2 separate regions of the Zea mays genome follow, and region 1 is linked to region 2. Evidence: chromatin contacts called from public Hi-C data. All regions are on one chromosome and are shown on one strand. The core of a region is the stretch at or near the end of the contact, and the rest is flanking DNA. Distances in the headings are between cores, read along the strand shown.

Region 1 (3,718 bases), core at 499-2,998, 300 kb before region 2:
TGATATTTGTTCTGTTCTAAGCATATGGATCCCGAAAAACACGGCACTGAAGAAGTTCAAAATATCGCCAACCTTTGAACACAATGAAAGCAGTTCAAGGAATCAGTATCGTATTTACTTTTTAAGGCACAAAGCAAGCAGTTCATAAATATATCCAAAGACTTGGAATAATGAAATCTATCGATTTTGAGGATTTAACAGAAGTTTTATATGTTTGAAATTCGGTTGATCATCGTCAATGCAAGATTGAAGACTCAATGGGAGTGTGACTATTGTTGCATGCATAAAGAACCTTTTGGACAGAAGTCAGGAAAGCAAGAAACTGTGCCAGAGATCTTTAACCATTCTGTAAGATCCTGAAAGCTATTATTCACTACAGCCAATAAACTACTTAGTAAAAACAAAGTTGTTACTTACACTGGGAGGAGATCCACCACATTCCAGCAGGCCAATTCCGAACAGAGACATGATGGCTCCGAACCATGTGAGTCTGGGGATCGAAGCACCAAGAAGACCATCAATTAGAGGCACAACTACGACCTGTACAGTAACAGAAGCATTTGCCAGTTCAGGCCATTTCAGCAAAACCACCAAAATTCAGAATGAACACGGCGTGGAGCAGGATCTACCGTGAAGGCCGTGATGAAGGATGCTCGGCCAGCATCAGATGAGAGCAATCCAATTGCTTGAGAAAGGTAAGCTAAGCTAACCCAGACTCCCAGCTCCAGTCCCGCGTAGCGTACACTGCGGTCACCGAAGGAACGGAGCGCGAATGGTACGAAGGGGATGGCTGCAACAACGAACCGCACCATGTTGAAGACCGCAGGCTCTGTCAGGGCTTCGACCTCTTTCAAAACCGGAATATCACTTGCTGGCAGGATAAAAAAAAAGGATCAAAAGTGAACTACAAAAGGCTCAATTTTACTGTTAATACCAACCACAGCACAACCAATCACAGTGGTCGGAGAAAGAACTTTAGCATGAAGAGTATTTGGAGTAGCACTACAGATTACAGAGGCGATGCACTGCTATTTTTTTCAATACCCTAATTAGCAATGCCAGAATCGTGCAGAGTAGAGTTTGAGACCGAGCAGTTGAGCATATATAGTACGAACTGGAGCGGCTGTGTGTGTGAGAGAGAGAGAGATTAAGAACAAAGGAAGTATTCGCACACCATAGATGACCGTGAGGGCGTTGAGGATGATGATACTTCGTGTCTTCTTGGAGGCGAAGAGGATCCGGCTCCACACCGGCCGGCCGCGCGCCGGCTTCTTCGTCTCACCGCTCTTCTTCCTCTCGTCCTCGATCTTGGGCGCCTCCTCCTCGCCGCTGGCGCCGGGCCCGTCGAGCGCCACGCACCGGGGCGCCAGCGCCACGAGAACCCTTGCCCGGCGCAGCGACGCGGCCCAGCGGGGCTCCGTGACGACGGCTAGCGTCGCGCGGCAGGAAGGCCCCGCCGCTGCCGCCCCAGCCCCGACCATCTGCAGCGGCAGTGCCCACGACGCGGGCGCGAGGGAAGAAGCCATACCAAGACCGCTCTAGTTCTGCCTGCGCTCCTGTTGCTACTTGCTAGTGGTGCAATGGAGTGAGCAGGTGTAGCGGCCACTTATGGTGTTCTCTGACTGGACTGGAGGAGTAAAAAGGTAAGGTAGGATGAAATGAAATGAAACTCGCAGGAAGAAGGCCTGGGTCGTGTTTGTCAGTTTGTGGTGAAGAGCTTGTCTTTGGCGACGACGGCTGGGGATTTTATTTTCTGTGGAGGCGTGGAGCGGGGGCGCGCTGTGGTGGTTGGCCACGTCCGGTGCTGGGAGAGACCTCTCGGGTTTGTTTCCTAGCGAAAACGCCCGCGTCGATATGTCTGCTGGGTTCAGATGAGGCCGAGCCGGCGAGTCGCCGTGGCCGCGAAACAGAGCAATCGTCTCTCGTCGGAGAGCTACCGAGTACAGCGCATGTGATCCTCGCGGAGCCCCCCCACCTGTCGAGCTGTCATTGCTCGGGCGTCGACGAGATGGCTTGATTTGCTTTGCTTTGCTTTGCACGCTGTGGTTTTCATCACATGCTGTGTTATGACAGTTTCTCTGGCAGCCATGATATCCTCGTGCTACGAGGCAATATCTTGTAGAAGAGTACTCTTTAACATCTAGCGCGTGCATGTATATCTTCAAACCAAAAATTACAGACACAGCTTCTGACCACCAAAATCTGTTGCGGACTGCTAAACACTCAGCTTTTCAGTCAGCTTCTATAAAATTTGTTGGAGCAAAACCATCCAAAATCAACATAAACACATAATCGGTTGAGTCATTGTAATAGTAGAAATCCGTCACTTTCTAGATCCTGAGCCCTATGAACAACTTTATCTTTCTCCACACTTAATCGTAATGATACTCAGATTCTCCCCACAGCCAGATTTTTAAAAAAGCTGGTCAGAAAAAAGTTGAACCAAACATGCCCATAATACCTCCGGCGAGGGCATCTGGCCGGAGCTAGGGTGAAAACGGGTCGGGTATACCCATCGGGTACCGGATACGGATATTGCAAATACTCATTTTTCGATACGGATTCGAATATTTTTATATTCGGGACGGATACGGGTAAATACCCGGATACTGAAGCTTCGGATTCAGGTCGGATGCGGAGCGAGGACTACCCGGTAAATACTCAGATAGTCAGGTCGGATACAGGTACCCGGAATTCGGGTACCCGTTTTTTCATTTCCTGCATAATAGTATAGTTATAACATCATAACTTTTACGTATGAAATCGGATGAAGATAAAGTTTATATGAAAATTGTAGAGCTCGAAGAGATCTATAACGTTATAGTACATCAATTTTTTGTTTAAACATATCTTTAGGCCAAAATTATTAAAATAATGTTCAAATTTATATTAAACTAATATACTTTATCATTTTTATGTGGGGGATTAATGTTATCTCTACGTGGGAACTTAAGGTTATCTTTGTAGAGACTATTTATTAGTATTCATAACTTATTTGCAATTTTCGATCGACGCTACATTATTTTATGGATTTAATTGTATTTTATTGATTTTCTATGACAAGAAATTAATAGATATATAAATAGTCTCAAAAAATCATGAAATTTTACGGAGGTATAACATATTGTCGGGGACCGTAATTAGGGGTACCCCTAATGCTACTTAATCCAGTTGGAAAACATCTTCAGAACAAACCATAAACGACTGATAAAGCGCAGGCCTCGTCTACTAGGGGACGCGACCTCATCCGAGCCCAGCCTCGGGCAAGGACAGTAGTCCCGGACGGATTCACGCCTCGCCCGAGGGTCCCCTCAGTCAGCAGACGCACCCTCAGCTCGCCCGAAGCCCAGCTCGGGCAGACTTTGTCGTGCAGCAACCTCGGCCGGATCGCCCTACCAACCGACCGTATCGCATGCTCATTCAATGTGGGGATCGTCTGACACTTTATCCTGACACGCTCGCCTCAGTCGACAAGGTCGAAGTGACCGCAGTCACTTCGCCCCTTTACTGACCGTTCTAACAGGAAAACAACACTGTTCACCCCGCTCCGGCTACTGTGCCAACCACCAGGGCCAGACTAACGACAGCAGGTCTCGACCTCCCCCGAGTTTAGCCTCGGGCGCGACAGGGAGCTCCGCCTCGCTCGACCCCAGGCCTCGGCCTCAGCCCCGGCCTCGGGGAAGGTCTCCGCCTCGCCCGACCCCAGGCCTCGGCCTCG
Region 2 (4,110 bases), core at 736-3,235:
AACAATCAGAATATAGTTTTTTTAGCCAGGATTATTATCACATAGAAATATATATATGAGGCATCATCCAGCAGACGAGAAATGATGTCAACCTAGGGATAGATAATTCGAGATATACAGTAGTCTGAAAAGGAACGAATCAGATTTGCAGCTCATCAAGAAATTAGTGTTAATAGAAGCAATTAGATAAACCATTAGTAACAGGAACTTTTAACCCAACTAAATGATCGGCATGTTTGATCCATGAATTATAAGACTATATAAAGCCGCGCCATTAGGTGCAGATTTTAACATGCATACAAACGGCATCATGGAATTGACCTTGTGAGCTAGACTTTTACCTAGCAAAAGCCTCTCTTTCAGCATGTTATAGCTTCAGCCTTCAACATTTTTTTCATTCTGTCATCAAACAGCTGAATTACATTAGTACTTGCTTTGCTTGCCAATAGTAATGAACGTCCGTCACCGGCGGATACTGTTTGATCTCGTTCATCACAGAGATTCAGTTCGGAAATCACCAAATCGACGACACCGATTAATTCCATTATTGAATCAACGCCACAGTGCATGCTAGCTAGCTATAATACATCATCATGCGATGACCAAACTTAGTTCATCGTCACACAGCCAATTACGAAGTCTAGAAAGAGAAACACACGCATAGATTAAGACAGCAAATTATTGAGAAGCTCACGTTGAGGGAAAGGAGATAGATGTAAGTCGAAAGAGTAGTTCTAGTACCTAGTGCGCCCGTAGTGTTCAGTAGAAGCGTGAGTTCTGCTGAAAGACGACTCCACCGAGTTCCCATTGCTCTTGGCAGTAGTAGTTGCCGCCGCCGTCGCCGTATCCTCCTCCTCCGTTGCCAAAGCCCAGGACCACGTCGCTCGCCCCTGTGATTTCTTGCATCCTACCTGCTGATCTATTGCTGAGAGCTGATGAACACCTCTCCCTCTCCTCCAATTCAGCGGCAGCACACGGCATGTTCATGGACAACGATGAGTGGTGGCTCAAATTGTTCGAGCTCGGCCTGTCGCTCGGCCCCGAGGCAGCCGCCGCCTCCACGTCAATTGCTGAAGCAAGCTTTACCCAGCGCATCCGGTGCTTCTCCTTGGTCCGCTCCCTCGCCCTCTCCCTCGCTTTCGCCCTCGTCTCCTTGTCGGGGACCTGGTGTGCGTTATTGGCCGATTTTCTTGGCGGCTTCGGGGTGGCCGCCGCTTTACTTGCCTTGGCCGGCTTCTTCCCCTCGCCGCGGCAATTACCCTTGGGCTTCTGATCTCCTCCTCCTCCCAGCTGCTCTGCCGGGTTGTGCTTGCCGTCGACGGAGAGGCTGCTGGAGCCGTCCTCCACGCACTCCGAAGACGCGTCGTCGGCCATGATCTCCTGGATGGCGGACTTGGACGTGTTGAGGAGCCACTGTACCGTCTTGCTTGCCTTGTCGAAGCCAAGCATGTCCTGCAGCGCGAAGAATTTGCGCGCGACGTCAAGGGAGAGCCGCATCCGGCGGTCCCTCATCCCGCCGGCGGTGCATATCTTGCTGTGCCGGTCTTTCCTCGCCGCGGCAGCCGCCCTGTCGAGGCTGGCGCCGGATCCTTCTGCACCACTGGCGCAGGCGCCCAGCTCTGTAGCCGGCGCCGGCGCGTGGTCCATCAGCGCCTGCACCGGCAGGTCCGGCGAGTTGATCACGGCTTGTGGAGGGGTGGCGTCGGCGGCCGCGGCACTACCGATCTGGTAGCTGAGGGGAAAGCTGGCGTCGGCGGCGGCGAAGGGAGGGGAGCATGGGTAGCAGTAGAAGCTGCTGGATTGGTCCGTCTTTGGGGAAGACGGGCTTAGCTGCAGTTGTTGGTAAAGCGGTAAGTCCATGGGGCTTGAGGAATCACAGAAAGGAAACATGTGCTTTACTGATGGGACTCCAAGGCCCCCTGATGCCCTCTCCACGCTCCCCTCTCTAGGTCCTGGCACTAAGAGCAGTGTGTGTTGATCTCTACGAGAGAGGGGCAGGAGGAGTGTGGCCTACTCATATGTCCTATGATCAGATGTGTCCGTCCGACCATGCATAAGGTCTAGGCTTGTAAGAGAGAGAGAGAGAGAGAGAGAGAGAGAGAGAGTTAAAAACTTTCCAGGTGATCATACCACCTCTCTATGCAGGCGCAAGGAGAGGAGAGGCATGGGCTCATGTGCATAGGCTGTGTAGGAGACCAAGATAGCTAGAGAATTGTGCTTAAGAACCTTGGGGCGTTTTTTTTTTTTACTATGTGAGAGTGAGACACTCGCCCCTACCTGAGAGGGCTGTGCCATCTTATAGAGAGGAGGGCTGTGGAGGAATACTGCCGTGCCGCCTGTTCGTGTGGATGAGATTTGAGGTGAGGGAGAGGGAGGAGAATACAAGGACCTGCACTATTGGGGGAAAAGCTGTGTGCATGTTGAAACGCTATTGGCTACAAGTGACCTAGTACATTTATTGGCCAGATGGGGGCGGCCATAGCTGCAGGACGCAGTACGATGGACGTGCGCGCCTCCATGAAATACTTCTTCAGGAAACCAAAGACCGTGGGTTTTTGTAACATCCACAGGAATTTATTTGAGAACTATTAGTATATACATTGAACATTGTGGGAGGAGGGTACCGAAACGAAGGACCAGTGATGAGTGATGTATGTAGTGTGGTGTACAAGCATGGTAGGGACAGATGTGGTCAGATGAGTTGGTCTTCACAACATTATTAGGCATATGGGACCTGTATGAGTAGTGATAGATCCAGTGCATTATTAACTATGGTTACCCATCACACTCTCGACAACACAAAAAACAGACCGCTTTCAGTAGGTAGAAAATGTCTTCCAAGTCGCATAATGACAATAAGCAGTAGCGGTTATAGAATTTTACTATAAGGTATGCCAAATTAAAAATGCATGAATAATTCAGTGAAATACATTTAGAAATTCAATAAGGAATGATAAATGTGTGCTATAATTTGGTATTCTATGTAAACCAGCATAATAATTCTTATATTCACAAATTAGATTTGTCACTTGTATTCTTCCTCTTGTATATAGATAGACTGAACGCATCTGTAGGTTGTTGCAACATGTTTGAAGTCATGAAATAGACAAAGCTAATATGTTATGCCGGTACCGGACTACAGGGTGACACCCTGTAGATCCGCCAGTGACAATAAGGAACCACATGTATTCGGGGGAGAGTTGATAAATAGAGTAAGAGATGCGTGCTAGAGACACTCTGTTGCTGGATACCGCCTAGGCATCAATACATGGGTAATTTAAATATAGGTTCGGACCGTAAGATGTGTAATATATACCCTATAACCTCTTTGTATATAGTGGATTGAGAAATACAATGGCGAAGAAAATTACATGTTGAGGCATCAACAAAGATAATGACCAACTAACTTCCCTTTCCTCTTGTTTCTATTTAGAGAGTCAAAGAGTTTTTTTCGAAACCCATTCTATGTTTCTCTATCCCTCTCTTTTATAGCCGAAGTGAGGAGAGAGTGATACATATCTATTAGGTAGTGGGCCCTGTTTAGCAGAGGCCCAACTACTCCTATATTATCGCAGACATAAAGTTGTACATGGGGGCAAGCCTTGGTCATGCCATAGTGTTAGCGTGTCTTGCTGTAGTGCCAGATATATCGTATCATAGTGGTAGATACCAGAGTCCAAGTTGTCGGGTATGATGTAGTTTGTAAATGATGCAGTTGATTGTCCCTTACAATGCTTACAAATATGCTAATACGTTCAGGAGTGGCTACAGGAGCAGTGGCTCGCATCACATAGTGCCTCAGGGTACACCTGGTGCACATTATCCATGCTATATAGTACACCTCATTGACTACAATATCAGCCATCATATTTAAGAAGATGGACGAAAGCCTTATCGAAACTATCAGAACCATGTGGGTTGTCATGAGTAGACATGATGTGGATTGGAGCTATACCTTTTAAGGTTGTCGGGTACCATAATTAGGGGTACCAGATCACAACTCTAAAGTGCCAAGACGCTTGGGTAAGAAGGGGTCACAAGCAAACACGCTCCCAATATTACCAAGGCCACACGGAACCTAAATCACGACTCGCTCGAGGCCAACCTCGG

Evidence for each region. Hi-C and Micro-C count contacts between places; a contact is called where the count stands out from the background.
Region 1: a contact with region 2 is called in a Hi-C map of ear, with 2.5 times the contacts expected there. The contact joins the promoter of LOC100284729 here to the promoter of LOC103643875 in region 2. A contact is called at or near these places in 5 of 25 Hi-C or Micro-C datasets (ear, leaf and tassel).

What each region holds. Positions count from the first base shown.
Region 1 is chr1:272,631,929-272,635,646 of Zm-B73-REFERENCE-NAM-5.0, reverse strand. LOC100284729 (integral membrane protein DUF6 containing protein) reads right to left here and starts at 1,748. Exons shown (of 8, transcript NR_182097.1): 1 at 1,175-1,748; 2 at 630-847; 3 at 418-490; 4 at 1-72.
Region 2 is chr1:272,328,719-272,332,828 of Zm-B73-REFERENCE-NAM-5.0, reverse strand. It overlaps LOC103643875 (teosinte branched1), which reads right to left and starts at 1,985. Exons shown (of 1, transcript NM_001382583.1): 1 at 234-1,985. The coding sequence starts at 1,890. The coding sequence ends at 760.